Regions from separate parts of the Oryctolagus cuniculus genome. Here region 2 is linked to region 1. Evidence: chromatin contacts called from public Micro-C data. All regions are on one chromosome and are shown on one strand. Each heading gives the region's core, a stretch centred on a gene start, on an enhancer-like site or on the middle of the called end of the contact. The rest is flanking DNA. Distances are from core to core; before and after follow the strand shown.

Region 1 (6,386 bases), core at 1,177-3,676:
CCCTGCCCTGACCAGTGCTGGCCTCCTCCCTCCTCTCTCCCGTCCCACCCTGGGCCTGTATCCTCGGCTCTGTGGGGTCAGCTCTTCAAGCTGTCCAGACCTAGAGCCCTGATTCAGAGCGGGGAGGATCTCCGGGTGTCCTAGTTCTGTGAGCGAGGTCCCCACGCAGAACCTCAGCCTCCCAGAGGGGCTCAGCCACCGTCAACCCCCTGTCCCTGAGACCCCCAGGCCTCCACCAGCAAGCTCAGGGCTCCCCTCCACCCTCCTCACCTCACAGCTCATGACTCTGAGCCCCTAAAACCGGTGCTCCCCTCTACTCCCGCTCTGCACATTCTACCTACTCTGGGCAGCCCCAGCCCTGCAGTCCCTAAGAAGAGAAGGAAGCTTCCCCATTCAGCTTCTGAAAGCGTTAGTGCCACACCCTACCCCGCGGATTTCCTTCACTGAGGCGGGGACCAAGGGGCGATCTACTCCTCTCAATCACACCGCAGTAGATGCCGAGCCCCTCGCGCCCCGCCCAGGACACCGTGAATCTCTCCCTCCTTCCCCCACCCCCCATACTCCCCTATTGCCACGACCTCCCCCTGGATCATGGATCCCACAAAGTCAACCCCAGCTCCTATCACGTGCTCGGCCAAGGGCTGGCAGCGAAGAGGGTCCCTGCAACCAGAGGGTGGATTTTAACGGAGAAGAGAGTTTCCAAGCCAATTATTGGGAGCCCCCTACGGGGGATAGCTCTCCGGGTCTTTCTCTAAGGACCCCGCGTCCGTAGGAGGCTCCCACGCTGCCTTTCCGCAAATCCGCTCCCCAACACCTCGCCCTACCCTCCCCGCGGCCAGCGCCACGCCCTGTAAGCGCAGGAGCACACACCGTGCAGAGACGAGCCAGAGCCGTCCACCACCTGGCCGTCGGGGCTCAGAGCTGCGAAGTCCCCCGGACCCCTGTCCGCCCCCTCTCACGAGGGGCGCGGCCAGCCCTGCTCCGGGCCCCTCAAAGCTCTCCTGGTAGGCGCCACAAGGGGCTGCGCCCCCACACACGGCGCTGGCACTGCAGGGGGCGCCCAGCCCCGCGCACTGCACACCCCTCCCTGCCTGAGAGCCTTACATAACACCGTTCTGTGCACACACCCTAAGCACGCTGCCTTTCCAGCCCGCCGCGGGACCGCGCTCCCCCGCGCTCACTCCTGGCGCGCACCGACTGGGCGCACGGTTCCAAGGAGGGGAGCTAAGACCTCCTCCGACGCCGAGTCCGGCTTCTGCCCCCCACCGCCCACACACGGCCCCTTTCCCCCTCCCCTTTGCCCCTCACCACTCCCCCCGAGTTCTGGTTTGAATTAGTCACCGGCTCCAACCACCACATTCCTAAGGCTGCTGGCGCCGGGCCAGGCGCTGGGGCGGGGGCCATCCCGCCCGGACGGGTTTGGGAGTTGGGTGGAGGAGAAAGTGCCGCCTCTGGAGGGGAAGGGGCGGTCCCGAGGGCTGCACAGCCCCCCTCCCCGCCCACCCCAGTGCAGGAATCTCCCTAATTATGGCCCCCACCCCCACTCCCACCCAACCCGCAGGGAGGCGCGCTACGAACTTCCAGGCTCGGCGGCTCTGGAGGAAGAAGGGAGTTCTCTGGAGCGGGGAACGCGGAGGGGCAAGACTAGGGCGGGGCAGCTGGAAGGGGCTGAGGGGGCTGCCAGGAGCGAGAAAGGGAGAGGCCGGCGGGTGCAGAAGCGGGTGGGGCTGGGAGGACTCGGGACGCGAGGCCCGGGCGGAGGTGCGGGAGCACGGAAGGACAGCGGCAGGGGCGCGGGCGTGGACGCCGGGGAGGGGCCGGGGGCTGCGGCGGCGAGCTCGGAAACTTCTCCAGTAAACAAGGCACAGGAACGGAGCGGCGCACGGAGCCACCGCCCCATGGAGTGAGGGTGTGGGACGGGGACCCCCCCACACACACACACACCCAGGCCAGGAGCTGGGCGCCCGGCGATGCAGCGGGGGGCCAACAGTCTGCTCTCGAGCGAAATTCGCAGCGGAGCAAAGCGCACTTGAGAGCAATTTTCCCAACTTTGCTCAACTTGCGCCCCAACTCCGGAGGCGAGAGCTCCGCTCCCCAGGCGCGAGGGAGGCCTTGGGCGGCCCAGCTTGCCCCAAACTGTCTGGAGCCTCACAGCGCCGTCCCCACGCACACACACCCACGCGCCTCGCCCAAGCCCGCCCCGCAACCCACCTCCCTGACACGTTCTCGTGCCCTGACCCCCGATCGCGCCACGGTGTGTCCCGAGCCCCTACCTGTGCGCTCAGCCCCAGGGCACAGCCATAGCCGGCGCCGGGCGCGAGGTCGCGGTGCTGCGGCTGCTGGCGGTGGCGGTGGCGAGCCCCGGTCGGGGCGGGTCCGGCAGGGCGGGCGGTGCAGTCCCCGCGGCAGAGCTGCTCCGAGTGGCCGGGCCCCCGCGCGCGGAGGCGGCTCTTGTAACTCCGGCTCCAGCGGGCGGGTCTGCCCGGAGCTGTGGGGAGAGGGCGGGGCCGGGCGGGGCCCGAACGGGTCTGGGACGAGCGAGTGGGGCCAACAGAGCAGGGACCGGGGAGTGGGCTGCTGCGGGTTCGCGAAGGGGCTCGGGGACACGGGGCGTCGGCTCCTCCCTCATCGCGCCCCTCGCCCTCTGCCGGGACCCACCCTCCAATGTGTGCAGGGTGTGATTTCATCGGTGAGAAACTCCTGGAAGCTCCCCGAGGCTCATCCTCACAGCTGGAACTGGGAATTCCCATTTCACTGGAGGGGCCGTGGGACCTTGGAGGTGCAGCCGCGGCCCACGGCCTGACGCAGACGTTTTAGGACTCTCAACTCAGGGAACTGCGCTTCCTCTCCTGGCTCCTGAGCTCCGTGCCCCGCGCCCATTTCTCGCGTTCTCTCTTTCGGGGTAGGGGGCAAGAATCAGCTTAGAGCCGCGGGCCCCACTTCCAGGGCTTAGGGTCACCGGGGCATTGCAGCGACGCGCGGGAGTCAGGCCGGCAGTCCCTGGAGGCGGCCCCGGCTGCCCACCTTCCACTCCAGACACCCCCTCCCAAGGCCAGGAGTCACAGCCGCAGCTTTCCCTCGGCCCCCCCCTCCCGTCTGCTGGAGCCCCTCTCTGAGCTCCTCCTCCACCTCCTCACTTGCAGGACTCTTTTCCAGTTTACAACCAATTCCCACAGCAACTTCTAACTACATGGAGATCTTATTAAACGCTTAATGATGGGGTGCAAGCTACACACCCCCTTCCTCTCCCCCCCCCCCCAGTGACTCCTCTTATCCTGCCCTCCTAGGTGGCCACCCACTGCCTGCTCCAAGCCAGTTTCCCTTCCTTCTCTTAGGCTGGAGGGCTGAGAAGGCCTGGCGCAGGCCGGAGCGCCTTTCTCTCTGCAGAATCAGGAGTGGGCTGGGGCTGAGACCAGCTTGGCCCTGTCCTCTGAAATGGCAAACATGTTTACAGGCTAAAAATACCCGGCAGTCAACCAGCTCTTCTGCCAGCCCTGGGGGCTGTGTCCAGGTCCAGTTACCCACACAGGGTACAGGCCCTGGGGGGGAGGGAAGAGACAGCAAGAGGCACTACAGACATGCAGGCACTCATGTAATGGACACAGAAAGGTGGAGACACTGCATAGACATTCAGACAGGCACAGACATGCAGAGAAACACAGGCGAGGCAGATCCGGCCACCAGCATTCTCCCTGTCTTTACCTCTCTCTGTGTCTCTCTCGCTCAGACACACACACACACACACACACACACACACACATACAGGTAAAAGACAGAGTTACAGAGAGAAGGAGAAACAGAGAGATCTTCCATCCACTGGTTCACTCCCACAATAACTGGACTGGGCCACAAGGAAGCTAGGAGCTTCTTCCAGGTCTCCCACATGAGTGCAGGGGCCCAAGCACTTGGACCATCCTCCACTGCCTTTCCAGGAGCATTAGCAGGGAGTTGGATCGGAAATAGAGCAGCCAGGACTCTCTTATATGGACTGGTGCCCGTATGAGACACCCGTGCTGCAGGCCGTGGCTTTAACCCACTGCACCACAGCGCCAGCCCCTGGCTTTTTACATTTTATTTTATTTTAAATAACATTGCTTCAGCTTGTTGGCTTTTTAAATATAGATTAAGATAAAGTGGCCTGTAATCCTACAAAGCAGATAATCTCTGTTGACATTTAAATAAAATCAATACCTCCACATGGTGAAGAATTTAAACAATACAAAAAGAATAAAAGTGACATCCACATCCTTCCATACCCCAGTCCCTCTCCCTTCCCGAAGTAACCACTTTTAACAGTTTGCCAAAATGTTTTTAACTTTCTTTTTACCCCATGAAAGAGCAAGTGTTCTCAGTGTATATGAAAATAGGAGTTGATCGACATCTAAGTTTTTGATTGACATCTAAGTTATCAGAAAGATAGCTCTGGTAGGACATATGCCATGAAAACACAGGTTGGAGGGAGGAAAAGGAAACAGAGAAGCTGAGAGCATGGACATTGTGCCTTCACCCCAGCCCCAGCAGGCCCTCAGGAGCTAAAGAGCAGAGGTGAGCGTCCTGGGCTCAGAGCCAACCTATCTGCTCCATTGTTTGTTCTGGCCACCCTCTTGGTCAACAGGGAAGAAGGCAGGAGGGTGAGGCTGGTCTGGAGAGCAGCTACAGAGCAGGGATCACTGTGCAGGTACTTCATTGGGGGGGGAATAGTGTGTCAGGATCACTTAGAGTGTGTGGTTCTGCAGGCTGGCTCCTCTCCATTCCAGGCTAGGAGGTTAGAGAAGGAGTAACAGCCACCCTGCCCCCTAAAACTCCGGGACCGTAGGTGGGCCTGGTGTAGCAATTAAGAGTCAGCTTGGGACGCCTGCAGCCCGTATCGGAATCCCTGGATTCACTCCCCCTTCCAGCTTCCTGCAGCTGTGCACCTGTGATGGCTGCAGTACTTGAGTTCCTGCCACCCATGGGGGCGACCCAGACCAAGTTCCAGACTCCTGGCTTCAGCCTGGCCCAGCCTCTGCTCTCATCAGCATTTGGGGAGTGAACCAGCAGATAGTCTCTCTCTCCCTCTCTCTCTCTCTCCAACAATCTAACTTAATAAATATAATTTTTACAATTTTTTTAAATCCATGTTTATGCTGGCTACCATCAGAGGTGGAGCTTCCTAGGTCGGCGTCCTCAGCGCGCGGAAGTGGAATACTTTCAGAGGTTGTCAAGGTGTAAGTGCAAGCATACACACTTTTGGAAGCTTCTGCCACCCTCCTTCTTGTGCCTAGCACTGAAGCCCTCCTCACCCACCCCCCAAAGCTCCCTTCATAGTGATTGTGTCTAACCTAGCAGCAGGGACTTTTATGTCAGCTCATTAACGCACACACCCTGGGAGGGAGGCTGGCACTAAGGCTTAGCGATCAACCTAAAGTTATAAAACTTGGAGAAGCAGGAGTCAGAGCTCCCACCAGCACTTGAGCTCCATGAAGGCAGGGGCATTTGCCCTCCGCAAGCCTGCAGCAGTGGCTGGCACACTGCAGTCTGTCTTCACGGCTGAGTGAGCTCAGACGCAGCCTGTCACTCTTGATGTCACATTTCCCCCAGGGCTCTCAACCCCCAGGGGGCAATTCCCCTACCTGTAGATCTCCCAGGCAACTGCACAAACATTTTGTGTGTGTCCAGCACTGGGTGGGGGACCTGTGATGGTGCTAGGGCTCATAGAGAACCCGGCAAGACACCCCCTTTACTTTGTCCTCTGAGTTCTTTGGCTCCTGTGCTTGGAGAAAACTGGAAGCTATTTTTTCTACTAGGTCTTCTACACTGCCACCTCCCCCAAACACACACACACACACACACACACACCCTATATCTCAGCATTGCAAGCAAAACCTATCATCTCAAAGATTCCAGGCACCTTTGTCAAAATAAGGTGACTATCAGGGAGAAGGCAGGTCTTCCTGCCGCCTTCAGAGCTGTGCCACACCACAGCCCTCCAGACTCCCTGGCAAAGCTAAGTGAGTTCTAGGACTGTCATCCCCGGGATCCCCCAGCTTCCCCAGAAGCGACACTCCCTCCCCTCCCGGGGGAGGGGGTTCCCTGATATGATTGTGTGTGCAGTGAACCTTGGGCTGCTCTGTTGCCTGGCAACACGTCTATGTTTTGTTCCTATTATGCATGTTTCCAAGGTAACCACCGAAGGGAGCTCTGTGGGCAGGGCCCTGGCCAGGGGATTCCCCTTCCCGTCCTTTCTAGGCAGTCCTCTTTTCTGAAACCAGCATGTTGCAGGGAAGGAAAGAGGCTGGCGGCTCAGAGGGTAATCGTTCTTTAAACTCTGATCCCAGAAAGGAAGCAACATGTGCGTCAGTGGTGTGTGCGTGCGTGTGCGTGTGTGTGTGTTTATGTGTGTGTTT
Region 2 (6,386 bases), core at 1,615-4,114, 41 kb before region 1:
TGCTAAGCAACACGAGCACATGAAGTAGCTGCGGAAGGTGTGGCGAGAAAGCTAGGAAGGCAGGGCTGGTGCTGCGGCATAGAAGGTCAAGTCTCGGCCTCAGTGGGTGGGTTCAAGTCCCGGTTGCTCCACTTCCGATCCAGCTCCCTGCTGATGCACCTGGGAAAGCAACGGAAGATGGCCCAAGTGCTTGGGCCCCTGCACCCATGTGGGAGACCCGGAAGAAGCTCCCGGCTGCTGGCTTCAGCCTGGCCCAACCCTGGCAGTTGCAGCCATTTGGAGAGTGAATCAGTGGATGGAAGACCTCTCCCTCCCTGTCTCTCCCTGTCTCTCTCCTTCTCTATCTCTGCCTTTCAAATAAATAAATAAATCTTTAAAAAAAAAAAAAAAGACAAGAAAAGGAAGCTAGGAAGGCTTCTAGGAAGAAATGTTCTTGAAACCCAAAGGATAGGAAGAGAAGATTGCTTGCAAGACAGGGCCAGAGAGCCCCAGCTGTGTTAGGAGTGCAGCGTGCTTGCTGGGAATAGCTGAGTGCGGCTGCAGAGGCTGACAAGGAGCAGAGCGGGGCGGACACGCGTACCCCCTAGGCCTCCGCTGAGACCTGCAGCACTCAGAGCCGCCCCCACGACCTTCACTGCCCTGGGTGACCTGGGTGACCCCATAAGCGGCACAAGTCATCTTTTTTTTTAAGATTTATTTATTTATTTGAAAGGCAGAGTTACACAAAGAGAGGAGAGGCAGAGAGAGAGAGGTCTTCCTTCTGCTGGTTCACTCCCCAGATGGCCACCAATGGCCGGAGCTGTGCCGATCCGAAGCCAGGAACCAGGAGTTTCTTCTGGGTCTCCCACGCAAGTGCAGGGGCCCAAGGACTTGGGCCATCTTCTACTGCTTTCCCAGGCCATAGCACAGAGCTGGATCAGAAGAGGAGCAGCCAGGTCTCGAACCAGCGTCCATATGCCAGCACTGCAGACGGCAGCTTTACCCGGTATGCCCAGGTTGTCTTAATAAAGTGTTCCTGGACAACTCTTAAGTCCCCTTATTTAGTGAGAGGGAAGCAACTGCCCATAAATACAAAACCATGCTAACCCACTCCGGACTAGGGGTTGGGGGGACAAGCCCCACCTCCTGTGGTTTCACTAGCCTATCAAAGCTTCTGCACAATTACGTAACAAGAGCATGGCAGGGGAACACGCACGTGCAGACACACACACACACACACACACACACACGATCCAACCCTTTCCTCTGGAAATTCTGAGACAAGGCCAGGGAGTGTTTCCAGAAGTGGCAGGCGGGCCTTCTACCTGGGTTGTTGGCAAGGCCTAGAACCACTGTGCAGGGGCAAGAATTCGATCAATCCAAGGTGTTTTTCCTTCTGATAAACAGTAATGTGTAACTTCCCATTTTTAGAGACAACAATTACTTCAGACAAAGAGCAGTCACCACAAACAGAATTTAGAGGGAGTGGTTTTCCACCATAAGAGTACTGCGGCCCAGTTAAAAAAAAAAAAAAAAAAAAAAGATTATGAAAAAAAAAATCCTTGGCTGAAAGCTTGAATTTATCTCTTAGTTAGAATTCAAGAGACAAGTCATTTATGGAAAAACACGGTGTCAAGTAGAGTGAAAAGAACAAAAAGCCAGCCCCTTCCTGGCAGGCCTCCAACTTTTCCCACCTGGCACTCTTCCCTCCCGCAGACAGTTAAATTCCTAGAATTTATTTTCTAGGAATTTAGACAATCCGCGCCGACTGCACCTGACTTCCCTATCTGCCTGAAGGGCCCACTTGAAATTCAAGTTCTGAGCCAGACTTGCAGTCTTACAAATAGAAAATGCCCTGTCATTGCTCTCCCCCTGCCTGCTCGCGTGCCAGCCCGCCCCACACCGGCCCTCGGGAGGCCCAGCTGGCAGCTATGGGCCCTGTTAGTGACCACACGCCCAGGTGAAACTCCAGGCTGTCAAAAACCCTCCCCTTCCGCTGAGCTGCAGGAGGGGTGGGAAGGCGAGGCCACCCCTAGCGAGGCGGGGACCGGGTGGTGGGTGCTTTGCTGTGGTTCCGCACCCAGGACTGCGTCAAGCTCCCGGGTGAACAAAGCAGGCTGTGCCTCTCTACTCACGCCGTGAGGCTTTGCCAAAAGGAACTCCTGTCCAGAACACCCTGAGCTGGCCCGAAATAACCACCAGGAGGGACCCCCGCCTCCCGGCCCAAAGCCCCCTTCCAAGCTCGAGCGTTCAGAAGTGTTAAACACGTGCAACCCCGATCTCTCCATGAGAGGAGTTTGTCAGGGTACAAGTCTTGTCGTTTGAGCAAAGTCTGAGTAGAGGGAAAAGCTTGGCGTCTGGGGCTTGGGGACTCACCAGGATAAGGGGTGACCTCCGATGGCCAGGCTTTGGGAAGTGTGACCTCGGCCCCCTCCAACCCCGTCCCTGTCCCCCACCCCCACCCCTGTGCCTCTCCCTCCTCCTCCCCAGTCCAGACCCGCTGGGTGCGCAGCAAGGCACGGGGCTCCCAGCCACCCTCAGCGGATAAAACTCTGCCTGGCAATGGGCCGAGGCCGGGGATGCGGCCTGGGCTTTGACCGGTGGGTAGGCAGGGCGCGGCGGCGAGCAGCAAGCCCACAGGGCTCAAGGGCGTCGCTCGCTTCTGGTCGCCGCAGATGTTGCAAGCACGCTGCTTTAGTTAGCTTGTGAAACTGACTGAGGGCGCCAGGGAGACACGCAGAAGGGGAGCGGGGCTAACGTCCCCCCATGGTCCCCCTGGGCGCCACCCTGCTCCCTCCGGTTTCTTCCCTTCCCGCTCCACGCCCTATTCCTGCCGCGCCTCCCCACCCGGGCCTTCTCGAATGCACCCTGGGCTGTGCGGCCCGGGCTCCTCCCCGAGGCGGGGCGCGCGGGTAGGAGGTGCGGGGCGGCTCCGTCCCGCCCAGGAAGCCGAGATCCAGCATCCGCGTTTTTCTGCGGCCAGGCTCAAATCCGCCTCCGCCCAGAGCCAGCGGGGCCGGCAGGTGGGGAGAGTCGAGGGGAACAGTCGCGGCTGCGGACAGCCCTGCTCTACCCGCAAGTCCTCTCGGAGTTTCCAGACCCTCGCCCAGCCGGGGGCTTCGCCCCACAGCGCCCCCGCCGGCCGCACAGCGATCCCGGCCTGCGCTCCTGCAGCGCGGGTGCGGCCTTTCCCCAGCCGGCCCCTGGCCTTGCGGGCGGGACCTAGTGGGCGGGCTGAGTAGAAAACACGCTTGGTTGTAATCTACCCCTTGTTTATCTCCCTGGAAGGACCGGGGCGGTACTGGGCGAGAGGAGCTGGCAGCCCCCCAACCTTCCCTCTGTGGGAGACCTGGAGCCCACCTGCTCCGCGCACAGTGGGCCAACAGGTGTGAGGGACAAGGTGTTTCCTTGCAGGTCTGGACCTGGAAGCTGCCGCCGCCTGCATCCGGAGCCTCTCTCCGGATACAGAGACACGCACCACACCCTCCCTTCGTCTCTTGCTCCGGCCAGCCTGCCCTGGCCCTTGACTTCCACACTCTCACTCCTGCTGTCCCTCTGCTGGGAATGCCCTACCCCACCCTCCGCCCCAGACCTTGCAAACTTGTGCACTGCTACGAGCCTTCCTGGCGCGGGAGCAAGCAGAATGCAAGCTTCTCAGTCGGATCAGACCCCAGCGTGAGTGCTGTGTGACCCTACCCATACTGCTTAGCTTCTCTGAGCCTCCCCTTCTTTGCCTACTAAAAGAAAAATAATACCCACCTCATGGGGTTGCTGTGGAAATCAAGAGTTGAGGCACACATCGCATAACCCAAAGTTAATATATAGGAGTACAGGAATCCTTAGCACTTAGAATCTCTACCACGTGCTAAGCACATCATATATGTTCGTTTACATCATCCTCACAACCATTCTGTGAGAGAGGTACCAACTCATCCCTCTGATAGATCAAGAAACAGGCACAGAAGGTTTGGCTCACTTGCCCTGCAGTTGCGGAACTGGCATCTATTACTGCTGTTATTTCCCTAATAGACAGCAGCTTGGCGAAGCAATGGGCTTTGCACACAGAACTGCTTCATAGGGGCGTACGCCGTGTAGCTGGTGAAGCCACTGCCTGCAATGCAAGCATCCCATGTGGGTGCTGGTTTGAATCCCAGCTGCTCCGCTTGCCATCCAGCTCTTTGCTAATGTGCCTGGGAAAAGCAGCAGATGGTCCAAGTGCTTGAGCCCCTGCACCCACAAGGGAGACCCAGAAGAAGCTCCTGGCTTTGGCCTGACTCAACCCTGGCCTTTGCAACCATTTGGGCAGTGAACCAGCAACTAGAAGATCTCTGTCTCCTTCTCTCTCTGTAACTCTGCCTTTCAAATACAGTAAATAAATATTTTTAAACAAACTGCTTAATAACTAGTTTCAGTGATGATAAAACATCCCAAGACCCTAAAAAATTCACAAAACTTCCCATTTCCTAAAAACTTCCCCAAGGAAAAAAATTCCCACCTTCCTCAGGAAAACATCAATAGCAACACAGAAAGGGAAAAAAAAATATTTGTGTGTGTCTGTGTCTGTGTCTGTGTTTCTCTGTGTGTGTGTGTTATTTCTTGATCTGAGGGGTCGGTGCTGTGGTATGGCAGGCAAAGTTGCCGCCTGAAGTGCCGGCATCCCAAATGGGTGCTGGTTCTAGTCCCGGCTGCTCCACTTCTGATCCAGCTCTCTGGCCTGAGTCCTTGGGCTCCTGCACCCGCATGGGAGACCCAGAAGAAGCTCCTAGCTCCTGGCTTTATATCGGCGCAGCCCCAGACATTGCAGCCAACTGGGGAGTGAACCAGCGGATGGAAGACCTCTCTCTCTGCCTCTCCTTCTCTCTCTCTAACTCTGACTTTCAAATAAATAAATATTTATTTATTTCTTGATCTGAAACCTTGCAGGGCCATCTCTTCCGAGCTCTCTGAGTTGAGAAAAATCACTTCTCTTCTCCCAGCCTCACCTTTCTGGTCTGTAGCGTGGAGCCTCACTGCCCCCTTGCCTGGGTGGAGCTGAGAACCCAGGGTGCAATCTCAGGACATAAAGTACTTTGTGGGCTAGAACACCCCGTCCAAAGACAAAGCGGGTTCATCACCCATAACCTTTCCCTTCCCTGGCCCTGCTACTGGGAAGCTTTTCTGGCAGAGCCAGGCCTCAAGTTGTATTGGAAAATAACAGAGGTATTAAGGGGAAGTGAAAGCGCCCTCCCCAGCAGATTGCTCCCTACACATCTGCTGTGGCCCGCACGGCTTTCCTGCTAGGAGCGCTCAGTCTTAGAAAGCACTTGAGGCTGCCCGACGCCAAGGGCAGTTCAGAGGCTGGTAAACAGCACATGGCATTCTCGGCCCGTGGCAGGCATTCCTGCACAGAATTCTTTGTCCTCGTGAGCAAAGACAGAGGGCTGCTCTGTGCTGCAAAGCCCAGAGCCAGAACCCATTTTTCAAACCCCTACCCTGGAGCATGCCAAGGCCAAGTGTGCCACTGGCCCTTTCAAGTGTGCCTGCAAAATAAACTTGCCCAAACTTGGACTTCTTGCTTGAAAACTCAGGCAAATTTGCTCATTCCAATGGGAAGCCATGGCAGCGTTGCGCAGAAGCTTGGCTGTCCCCTGCTCAGCCAAGGAGCCGGAATGAACACACCTCTCCTTTGCTTTCCACTTCCAAGGGGATGCCTTGGAAAGCACCCCCATGGCTGTGTGGTTTTCTTGCCCCTACGTGCATAACCCGAGCCTAACCGTGGGGTCACGTAGTCATCAGACCAACCCTGACCCAAGCATATTTCTCCAGAACAACTGGTCCCGTACACTTCTAAAAGTATCAACATCACGAATGACAACAAAAAGCTGTGAAACTATTCCAGATAGAAGAAATACAGAAACCAAGACAATAGAATGCCAAGTGGGGTCCTAGATGATGGAAGCCCACATGGGAAAAAAATGACATTGCTGTAAAGGAAATGATTGGAGCAATTTGTGAGATGTTAATGTGGACTACATGTGAGATCATGTACCAACGTTACGTTTCCTGAAGTTAAATTTTGTTTTTGGGTTACATGAGAAATGTCCACATGTACTGAAGTATTTAGGGATAGAGTCATGAGGTCTGAAATTTACTCTCAAAGGATTCATCAGAAATAAGGGTAATGATAACATATATATAATGCATGATTTAAGAGAGATATTTAAGCAAACAAGGTAAATGTTAACAATTGGAGAGTCCAAGGGAGAGACGCAGTGGATGAGGCTTTGGGACACCAGCATCCCATTTTGGAGTGCCTGGGTCCAAGTTAGGCTCTTCTTCTGATTCCAACTTCCTGCTAATGCATGGCTGGGGGGTGGTGACAAGTGCGTGGGCTCCTGCCATCCATATGGGAGACCCAGATGGAGTTC

What was found. Hi-C and Micro-C count contacts between places; a contact is called where the count stands out from the background.
Region 2: a Micro-C map of ear pinna shows a contact between it and region 1, with 2.9 times the contacts expected there. The contact joins the enhancer-like site here to the promoter of AHNAK in region 1. A contact is called at or near these places in 4 of 6 Hi-C or Micro-C datasets (ear pinna, liver, psoas muscle and 1 more).

The regions. Positions count from the first base shown.
Region 1 is chr1:8,996,458-9,002,843 of mOryCun1.1, reverse strand. It overlaps AHNAK (AHNAK nucleoprotein), which reads right to left and starts at 2,426. Exons shown (of 6, transcript XM_070069462.1): 1 at 2,274-2,426. LOC138848777 (a long non-coding RNA gene) reads left to right here and starts at 6,181. Exons shown (of 2, transcript XR_011386844.1): 1 at 6,181-6,289.
Region 2 is chr1:9,037,584-9,043,969 of mOryCun1.1, reverse strand. All of the region lies in intron 4 of AHNAK (AHNAK nucleoprotein), which reads right to left. Among named protein-coding and RNA genes, the nearest start is that of AHNAK, 40 kb to the right of the region's middle. Within about 2 kb of position 2,864, at least 7 of the 8 cell types and tissues checked have an H3K27ac peak or open chromatin away from gene starts, as enhancers often do. A contact at or near this core is called in ear pinna, where this site is marked.